Linked DNA regions of Mus musculus: all the other regions are linked to region 2. A link is a contact called in public Hi-C data. All regions are on one chromosome and are shown on one strand. The core of a region is the stretch at or near the end of the contact, and the rest is flanking DNA. Distances in the headings are between cores, read along the strand shown.

What was found. A called contact is a pair of places that touch in the nucleus more often than the background predicts.
Region 1: a Hi-C map of cerebral cortex shows a contact between it and region 2, with 4 times the contacts expected there. The contact joins two enhancer-like sites. A contact is called at or near these places in 9 of 484 Hi-C or Micro-C datasets (the AML12 cell line, the HL-1 cell line, cerebral cortex and 6 more), 4 of 115 datasets of contacts at active chromatin or transcription factors (bone marrow-derived dendritic cells, embryonic stem cells, fibro-adipogenic progenitors and 1 more) and 3 of 9 other capture datasets (adipose tissue, liver and pancreatic islet).
Region 3: a Hi-C map of cerebral cortex shows a contact between it and region 2, with 2.2 times the contacts expected there. The contact joins two enhancer-like sites. A contact is called at or near these places in 11 of 484 Hi-C or Micro-C datasets (the AML12 cell line, the G1E-ER4 cell line, the MC3T3-E1 cell line and 5 more), 4 of 115 datasets of contacts at active chromatin or transcription factors (craniofacial prominence, embryonic hindbrain, embryonic stem cells and 1 more) and 4 of 9 other capture datasets (adipose tissue, embryonic stem cells, liver and 1 more).

Annotation. Positions count from the first base shown.
Region 1 is chr12:91,709,075-91,712,433 of GRCm38.p6, reverse strand. All of the region lies in intron 4 of Ston2 (stonin 2), which reads left to right. Among named protein-coding and RNA genes, the nearest start is that of Gm16876, 29 kb to the right of the region's middle. Within about 2 kb of position 1,448, at least 53 of the 459 cell types and tissues checked have an H3K27ac peak or open chromatin away from gene starts, as enhancers often do. A contact at or near this core is called in cerebral cortex, where this site is marked.
Region 2 is chr12:91,640,239-91,643,620 of GRCm38.p6, reverse strand. Ston2 (stonin 2) reads left to right here. Exons shown (of 7, transcript NM_175367.6): 6 at 1,698-1,900. Among named protein-coding and RNA genes, the nearest start is that of Gm16876, 40 kb to the left of the region's middle. Within about 2 kb of position 1,855, at least 76 of the 459 cell types and tissues checked have an H3K27ac peak or open chromatin away from gene starts, as enhancers often do. A contact at or near this core is called in cerebral cortex, where this site is marked.
Region 3 is chr12:91,748,159-91,751,470 of GRCm38.p6, reverse strand. The region is part of intron 1 of Ston2 (stonin 2); the gene reads left to right. Among named protein-coding and RNA genes, the nearest start is that of Gm34718, 7.0 kb to the left of the region's middle. Within about 2 kb of position 1,475, at least 28 of the 459 cell types and tissues checked have an H3K27ac peak or open chromatin away from gene starts, as enhancers often do. A contact at or near this core is called in cerebral cortex, where this site is marked.

The sequences.
Region 1 (3,359 bases), core at 199-2,698, 69 kb before region 2:
GTGGCTGTGGCGGGACTCCTCACTGACTCACATCTTAGTGGAACAGGAAGCAGACAGGCAGGAAGCAGGGCCTGGTAAATTTCAAGACCTCCCCCAGTGACTCAGTTTCTCCAGTGACCATCTATAGTCCCCAAGCATCTCCTGCTGGGGACCAAGGGAATAATGACAAGGGGCTCTGGGGACTTTTTTTAAATATTCAAATAATGGAGGCTGGGGGAGGGGAAAAGGAGAGAAAGTGTGTGTTTGTGTCACTAGAGATCAAATGGACGGCCACGCGCATGCTCTGCAAGTGTTCTGATCCTAAGCTCCACCAACCCAAGGCCCTTACTATCTTTATGACTCAATTTTATCATCTGAAAAACAGAAATAATAGTCTGTACCTTTCCACATGTGACAGTTTGTGTAGAACAAGTTACATGATGCCTGACTTGGAAGATGTGACACCAGGGATAAACTTCTTGCCCTGCCAAAGAGGTCTCATGGCCCTGGGGAAGAACACATTGGGCTGTTTACCGAAGAAAACAGGAAGGGCGCTTGGTTCTCGTGTGGGGAAGTTGCTGATGCTAATTCTCATCAGTTCAAGTGGTTAAAATCAGAGTTGTAGCCTGAGCTGGGTGTGGTGCTATTAGTAATTCTTATTATTACTGATAGGTTATTTCCCCACCAGCGAAATGAGCCAATTCAAGCCAGATTAGAGGATATGCATGTCTGTCTGTCTGTCTGTCTGTTGGGAAGCCACTCTCAAGGGAGTTCACTAGTCCCAAGCCAGGGAAGGAGACATAGGGGAGGGAAAGAGAAAGACAGAAAGTACATGCACAGATAGAGGGCGAGAAGAGAGAAAAAGAGAAGAGAGACCAAAGTGTCTGGATTATTTAGGAAAAAGTCTTTGGGCCAGGGGAAATCTCAGTCCCTGGGCTGGAAAGTTCAGGGTAGAGGGTAGGGTATGCCAGGTAGAGACTGAGGGATGCTGGGAGAACCTGGAGGCCTGGTCCATTTTTGCTTGTTAAATATGTGCCTCAGCTGCTTGCCCTGGGTCTGAATCCCAACATTAACTTATCAGTTACTATTATTTTTGCAGTGAGGATCGAACCCAGAGGTTGCTAACATCTTCCTTTTCTCAGCATCATTGTTATAGTTCACAGTCACAAAAAATCTCCTTCCCAGTTGCTTTGTCAGGGTCCTAGGAGGGACCAGATGGTACCCAAGGAGGGGCTTATGTGGAGAGAATTCAGTGAAAGCACGGCAGGAGGCAACAGCTGGCTTCCTAGGCAAGCCCCTGCAGTCTCCCTGGCTGAGCAGAGCATGAGGATGCAGCCAGGACTGGTGCTCTGGCTGTGTCCCTTTGGGTAAGGATGGATCTTGGCACTTGGGCACAGCCTGCCTGATAGTAGACTGCAGGGACCTGAGTCACAGTCCCCTCCCTGTCGTCTGTGTAGGAGTTCTGCAGGGATTTGGCAACCACACAAGACAGAGTGATTTGCGATGTAATTGTGGAGGGAAGGATTCTGTGATCAGCCCACACTTTCTCCTCAGTTTCTCACCAACCACAGGGATAACTACAGGAGCAACACAAACAAATCCCCTGGAGTTGGCTGCCTATGGGGGATGGAGGGATGGAGTGCCAGAGAGTAGAGGTGATGTTCTCTCTGGAGATCCCCATCCCGGGGCAAATGACAGGAGAATTAGGAATAAGCACAACCTCAAAAACACCCTGTTCACAGTCAGCTATTGAATGGACCACAGGGCCCCCAATGGAGGAACTAGAGAAAACACCCAAGGAACTAAAGGGAACTGTAACCCTATCGGAGGAACAACATTATGAACTAACCAGTACCCCGGAGCTCTTGACTCTAGCTGCATGTGTATCAAAAGATGGCCTAGTCGGCCATCACTGCAAAGAGAGGCCCATTGGACTTGCAAACTTTATATGCCCCAGTACAGGGGAACACCAGGGCCAAAAAGGGGGAGTGGGTGGGTAGGGGAGTGGGAGTGGGTGGGTATGGGGGACTTTTGGTATAGCATTGGAAATGTAAATGAGCTAAATACCTAATAAAAAATGGGGGAAAAAAAAAAAAAACCCTGTTCTCTGTCATCCCTGTCCCCAAGGTCTCCTTTGCCTAGATAAGAAAGGCACCTGTCACCTTCATCAGGCCGAGAATGCTACTGCCTTTACACAAGTTTGTACCCAGCCAGAGGATGGGGGGGAACGGGAGCAAGCCCCCTCCTTTGATCTCTGTTCTAAGCAAGGAAGAAAGCACACATAAGCATCTGTAGTCTTTACAAGCTGCTTTAAGTGGTAGGACTCTGGTGTCTGCTTACAGGAAAAGTGTAAATTTTAGTGTAAATTTTAGAGATCAGAATGCACAACTCTGGACAAACTGAGGAGTGTCAGACTCAAATGGCTGTTAACGGAGGCAAGAGTTATCACCGTCCCAGATGCCTGTATGTCACTCACATTTAGAGTCCAGCATTTCCCAGCCTGTGTTCCATGGAGCAACTTTAGATAAGGCAGGACGCTGGGAGCACTTGGTTATGGCTTGCCGTGCCAGCTCTGCTGCAGAGCCACAATGTGCTTGTGCATTACAGACTTGGAAAAGTTCTGAAACATATGTGTACATGCATGTGTGCTTATACACACACACATATGTTCAGTTGAGTTATCCCTCCTGTCTGGTCAGATGTCAAAGTATGGCAACCCGAAACACATGAATTAGCAAGTTTTACTCGAAATTACATATCTTCACTAAAGTGTTGGAAGAAAACAGAACTGGGGGAGAGATGTTTGGTGAACTTGCTGGGATGAGTTAACTTTAGAAGCTGGGGCACTGCTAAACCTCTCCGACTTTCTTTTTTTTTTTTTTGAGGGGTTGTTGTTTTAAGTTCTAGACCCAGAAGGTGTAAAAGTGCATTTGCTCTGCTTCCTTTGTATGTAAACTGCCACGGACTTTGAAACAAATTTAGACCAGATGACCATGGTTCATCTGCATTTAGCTCGCTGCAGTGGAGTTCTGCCAGAGCACAAGGTCTCTCCCCAGCATGTAGGCCTTTTGGTTTTCTTTCTCAGAAACAAGTGTTTGCGTCAGATAAAGAGTTGTGGACTGAAGTTGGTAAAGTTTTTTGTTTGCTGTTTTTTCTCCTTCTTCTTGGCGTGTGTGTGTGTGTGTGTGTGTGTGTGTGTGTGTGTGTGTGTGTAAGCTGGTCCTTTCCTTATGCCATGGAGGGATTGAATTATCAGGTTTGGCAGTAAGCACTTTTACCTGCCAAGCCATTTCTCCTACCTGCTGACTATAATCTTTTGAATGAATTACTTTTCTCCTAACAGAGAAAGTTTTAACAGAGTAGTTTTTTAATTAAATTAC
Region 2 (3,382 bases), core at 606-3,105:
GAATGCTAATTAGAAAGAAACAAATATTCAGGTCCCTATCTGAGTTAAGAGGCCTTCCACACCGTAGTGAACAGCTTCCGAGGCAGCGCACCGAGTATGCAGGACCTGGTTTGACGTTGGTGAGATCTGAATTGTATTCTTGGTGCTGCTGCTTAATGGTGGTGTGCCCTCATGCAATTGACCTAGCCTTGTCAGAGAGATCTAATTTTTCTCATTTACGAGATAGGGTTATTAGTACCTAGCTCATTCAGAGTGAAATTGGGGAATGCTTTTCAGTGTGAAGCACAGTTTTCATAGAGATGACAAATGACAGCTCTGTAATTAGTCCGTGGCACCCAAAACAATAGATTGAACAGATGTGTTTTCAGATACCATCAAGTTCTGATTAATTTATGTGTGTGTGTGTGTGTGTGTGTGTGTGTGTGTGTGTGTGTATTAGTTTCTGTTCCTTTCCTAAAAGCCAGTGCAAATTTTTCTGTTAAATATCCTAGCCTTACTCTTTAGAAATAACCATTAAATTATGCTACATCTGCGAAAAACAAATACCTCACTCTGGAGTGATTTCCTTGGAGAGAGGGTGTGCGTCTCCTGACTCTCCGAGATTGAAAAACCCTGCCCAGAGCAATAAAGGAAATTGAAATTGTTGACTCGAAGAGGCAGAGAAGAGTTATACCATCAGTCAAAGCCACATCACAGTTTATCTGTAGTCATCTGCCGCCTCTCATCTCTACACTGTCATCCTGCAACCTGGTCTCCATGTTTCAGGGGCCATGAAATTATGACTCAGACAAAGGGGTAGCAGGCCACAGTCACAGCTCTGACACTTTTCTTCGCTGTGACCCCCTGAACCCTCCTCAGCCACCCTAAGACAGTGGTTCGGCAGATCAGATCATTGGTCCAGTGCACTGTGTCCCCCCAGTTTTCCTGTGTGCTGTCCATAACTCTGTCACTTTCATACATCACCCACCCGCAGAAACATGCCCGAGGCACCTCTGAAAATACAAAATGCTATTAGGAGAATTCATCTTATAAAGGAGAGCAGTTTGCTCCAGGCGGCTGTCGCTGATGGTTTCTTGGGTGCCAAGTGCTAATCTCATCTGCTCATTCTTCCAGTCTCAGGCCTCTTTCTTAGTGTTTGTGCTGTGTCCGCACAGCCAGCCCTTGGATCTAAACAGTCATAAAAGCCTATTTCTCAGGCTGTGGACTTTTTTTCCCATTTGTTTTTTTGTTTGCTCTCATTTTTACAAATGATGTTTAATCACCTTGGTACTTCTTTTTATTTATTTATCTTCTATTTTATGTGCATTGGAGTTTTGCCTGCATGTCTGTCTGTGTGAAGGGGTCGGCCCTCCTGGAACTGGAGTTAGAGAGAGTTGTGAGCTGCCGTGAGGGCGCTGAGAACTGAAACTAGGGTCTTCCATAAGAGCCGCCATTGCTTTTAACCACTGAGCCCTCTCTCTCTAGCCTCCATGGACTGTGGCTTTTATGCTGGTGTCCAGGCTGCTGTAATCAAGAGGCACAGGATGAAAGGGTCTGAGGCTCTCAGAGCCTGATGTCTGGGGAAGCGCCTGATTGGACCCTCAGCAAGCAGCCAGGCTCGGAGCCTGCAGCGTTAGCAGGGTGGCGCATTAGCCTCCTTTCCCTTTTCATTTCCTCCTCAAAGGACTTAACGTCTGGATGCTTTCTTTCTGTTGCAGCTTCTGGCCACCCACACTGTTTCTTTTGCCACCTTGAGCTTGGCTCTGACCGGGAAGTGCCTTCCAGATTTGCCAACTATGTAAACGTTGAGTTCAGCATGCCCACGACTTCTGCCTCCAAAGCAGCCGTGAGATCCGTGTCTGTGGAGGACAAGCCTGACGTCAGGAAGTGGGTCAATTATTCTGCACACTACAGCTACAAGGTAGCCTGGAGAGGGCTTCCCGCTGAGGTGTCCAAGCCCATTTGTCTGCCCCGCCCCTCCCCCCACTCCTTCCAGCAGATGCTTCTTATATAGGCCCTTTACATTCATAGCTGTGGGTGAATCTGCTCTGACTTTAATGAAATAATCCCTCGCGGGTAAGAGAGAAACTAGGCAAAAACTTAAGGGGCTGATGAGAATGTATTATCTGACGTAAATAGCAGCACAAAGAACAGTGGGACGAAGCGGGACCTGGTCCCATCTGTGGTAAGATTTCTGCTTTGGAGGGATTGATCTTGGAAATGGGGGCAGGGAGGGCTGGGAACATGATAAGCTGAAGCAAATATTTCGTCTACGGGAGTTGTGTATCAGAACCCAGCAGAGGCACTGGACTGTAGGAGTGCAAACTTAAAAGCCAAACCCTTTCACAGTGATAATGGGATCGAGACTGGGGGGGGGGGGGTTTCAGTCAAAACTGGAGAGCCGGTTTTCTTGCTGGGGGGGGGGGGGTACTGGGGGCTTTGAAGACAGGGTCTCCCCCTGTAGCTCAGTCCAGCTTTGAGTTCTGTTTTCCAGCCTGTGAGCACTCAGATTATAGGTAGATCACCGTGAAACAGGGGCTTGCAACATATCAAAATGATAATGTCCTGCGGAGGGAAGAGAAAAGTCTCGGTGAAAGATTTCACAGAGTCATTGGATCATTTCCTACATATAATGATAACCACAGATTTATATAATTTATGATTCCTCTAAATACTTTCTTAGTTGTAGCATCTAAAACTGTTTTAACTACCAAGAAGAACGAATGCCCCATCTTGTGGCCATGATAAAACTAGCAGTTCCCGCAACCATGGACTGCAAGCTGTCTTCAGTTGTCGCCTCCAATGAAGAAAACATTCCGTGCTGAGAAGCAGCCCAAGTCATGGGATTGCTAAGTGCAAAGAAGTCCCTTCCTAAGAGGCTTTAGTCAGGCGTGATACTCTTTAAAAGCAGTTTATTTAGTTACTTATTTATTTAATGTGTGTGGGTGTTTTGTCTGCATGTATGTCTGTGCCTGAGGAGACCTTGGCACTGGAGTCACAGACAGTGGTGAGCCACCATGTAGGTGCTGGGAATTGAACCCAGGCCCTCCAGAAGAGCAGCCAGTGAGTGTTCTTAACCACTGAGCCATCTCTCGAGCCCAAGGCATGCTACTTTCATGTTTCTTTTCTTTTTCTTTTTCTTTTCTTAAGATTTATTTATTTTATTTTTATGAGTGCACTGTAGCTGTCAGACAAACCAGGAGAAGGCATCGGATCCATTACAGATGGTTGTGAGTCACCATGTGGTTGCTGGGAATTGAACTCAGGACCTCAGGAAGAGCAGTCAGTGCTTTTAACTTCAGAGCCATCTCTCCAGCCCAGAGAGCAACTTCTTGACAGGATTTTGCAGGAGGTCGAACAGAACAATAAATGTTCCAATTCTTATTAGTGTAAAGACTTTTTA
Region 3 (3,312 bases), core at 226-2,725, 110 kb before region 2:
GGAACCATAATCAGGATGTAGTATGTTAGAAAAAAATCTATTCTCTTTTTTATTTTTATTTTTTGGTTTTTCGAGACAGGGTTTCTCTATGTAGCCCTGGCTGTCCTGGAACTCACTCTGTAGACCAGGCTGGCCTCGAACTCAGAAATCCACCTGCCTCTCTGCCTCCCGAGTGCTGGGATTAAAGGCGTGCGCCACCACGCCCGGCTAAAAATCTATTTTCAATAAAAGGAAAAAAAAAACTACTAAAAAAATATCGGAGACAACCTGAAGGATATAGCCCCTTTCCTTCGGAAGCTCTCAGGCTAGCCGGCAGCCAACCACACAGCGGTCACTTTCATTATCACTGGATAATGAACGAGCATAGGTTGCAATAGCATCAGCACACGGAACAACAGGGAGTGGGACGTGAGACTAGCGGAAACTGGGGACGGACGGATACACTGTCTGCGTTCTTAAATGAAGCAACAGAAACTGAGCCTGGCTAATGTAAGAAGGAAATGAGTTTATGGGATGCATCGGAGAAGTCACTGCATTGTCAGCTGCCAAACTTGGTTTGGAAAATAGGTTGAGAATCACAAGACAGGCAGCAGTGGCCAGAGCCAGGGGAGTGCAGTGGTACTGATTGATTAGGGTGCCGTATTTGGTTCCGTCACTACTGAATCCGGATGCTACTACACTGAGCACGTACCAGATTTCCATTGCTTGCAAGCTGCTTATGCATCCTTCAAAGTCCATGTACCACTGAGCACGCTCTCAAGATCCTAATGCCTGCTGATAAAGGTTGGATCACCCCGCAAGAGGAACAGAAAGTATTTTTTTTTCCTTTCAAAAAACATGGAGATTTTGGATATTAGGTGGAAAAACCAAATAGCACAACAAATATTCCCATTATGAACATTTCATAGCAAAGGAGTCTGTCTTCTCTTTCTTTGGATTGAATGGCTACCACTTAGAGTAGCACTTCTCAACCTGTGGGTCGAGACCCCTTTGGGGATTGAATGACCCTTCGAGAGGAGTCGCCTAAGACCATCAGAAAACACAGATATCTACATCACGATTCATAACAGGAGCAAATTTACAGTTACGCATGCAATAGCAATGGAAATAACCTTATGGTTGGCGATCCCCATACCGCCAGGAGCTGTATTAAAAGGTCGCAGCATTGGGAAGGCTGAGAACCACCGACTTAATGCTGCGTGAATTAAACCTGTCATTAAGAGGGAGCTAAGATTTTAAGAGGAGCAGAAGCCACATTAAATAACAGCGTATGGGGAAATACATCCCAACGGGAAAATCCTGGGTTTATTAAATAGATAAATATACAGACAAATGACCAACTAGAACAAAGCATTCACAGAAGCAGCCTTTAGTAGAAAATAATTCAGTTTATCTGGAAGAGGGAATTCACACGGGGCAGAACAGATGAGGATAGACTGGCAGCACGCCTGCCCTGAAGCTGCAGTGTTCACTCCTGACAGATACTCAGTGTTGTACGCAATGCTAAGAGCTAGCAGCAGGCAGGCTGTGCCCCTGCTCACAGGGAGCCTTTGTGAATTTCTCCTCCTCGCCCTGTTTTGTGAGTAGCAGTTGAGGAGGTTTTAAGGAGAACGGTGGTACAGCCATTTGCAGGAATTTGGAATCTAGCATAATAAGGCACAGGATAAGGCCGAGTGCAGGGAGATATTGAGACTAGTAACTAGGTAAGGGGTAGTGAGGGCTGAATCCGTGAAAGCGGAGAGAGCTGGTCCAAGGAGCTCTTCAGACTCATTCACTGCACACCACTCCTGCCCCTCTCAGATAAGCATGTTGCAGGCTAGTGCCATTGCTGTGTCTCAGTCCCAAAGGGTTTTGTCTTCGTCTTATGCTCCGGGAACCTTCTTCTAGTTGCAGGTACAGATGAACCCTAGGTAGTCTCTGGACCCTTATTGGACCCCTGCAGTTCTGCAGGACAGGCCATCCGAATAGGCTGGGGAACAGAGGTGACTGTCTAGATCTCTGAAGTGGACTGTAAGCCATGTAAAGACATTATTGGTCTCTTGCATTTCCATGCACTATTCAAGTTCAGAACTCTTTGTACCCAGTGTAGTATGCCTAGTACCAGCTCCTGGTGGTGTCAGCTCCTTGACTGCAGGGCACATTAGAAATGTTGTAACTGATAACTCTTCCTCCAGCTGCTGCTGGACACGGTGAGCAGTGGTCACCTCTCGTGAGCACGCACTGGAGTCACTGTCCAGTCCTCGGCCTTTAACACCTTTTCATTTTCCATGAGATCTTCCCCATAGCTTCTCAGGTCCCTTTGTCCTTCTCTCCCATGGTTCCCAATACAAGCCTCTATCCTCATCAGGCTATCCAGAGATAACCCTTACCAAGCCCATACTCTCACTTGGATCCTTCTGTCTCCAGAACAGTCTCTCTCTCTCTCTCTCTCTCTTTTTTGAGACAGGGTTTCTCTGGCTGTCCTGGAACTCACTCTGTAAACCAGACTGGCCTCGAACTCAGAGATCTAACGACCTCAGCCTCCCAAGTGCTGGCATTAAAGACATGTGCCATTACCACCCGGCTCCCCAAAACAGTCTTACTCTCACCTATTAGTGTTCCAGAGCCCAGGGCTTCCTTCATATCTATGCAACCTGCACCAGGCCTTTGGTTTTCCATGGAGATCTCAGAGATCTCGCCATGGCTGACAGTCATACCACCCCTGCATGACCTTCGGCAGGCAGTTATTTGCCTTGTGTTTGCTCTTCTGTCCTATCTCCTTCAGCTAAGTTATGGCTGCTTAAGGAAGGGTTGCTATCATGAAGGACAGCTGGCACATTTCCAGGAGCACAGAGCTCATACGAGGGACCGGCCTGAGACAATCTCCTTCTGTTGCCTCTGCTGTTAGACGAGTGCGTTCTCCTTACCCACGGTGTAAGGCCTAAGTGATGCTGATGAAGAGGAGAGGTGCCCTTACTATAGCAACCCAGCCGCCCGTGGGATTTCTGCTGTCTCCGAGTCTGTCGCTCCTGCTGCTGACGGTGACTCACTGCTCATCTGTGGTGACTCCAAGCCTCACTTCGTGAATCACAGGCTAAAAGTGGCATGAGGTTTTTACTGAGGAACTAATTCCAGCATGAGCTGAGCTTCACAATTACTAGGTTCCCCTGTGGCTTTTGAGCTCCGAGCGTTGCACATCTCACGACATGTACCTAGAATGCATTTCATGGGGATGTGCTGGGCGGTTCCCGGCAGTGCGTGTCCTGTCAGCCTCTCTTTGGCTCATATCTGATCTAAATAAGCTAAGGAAGAATAGAGAATTCCTTGGGGGCT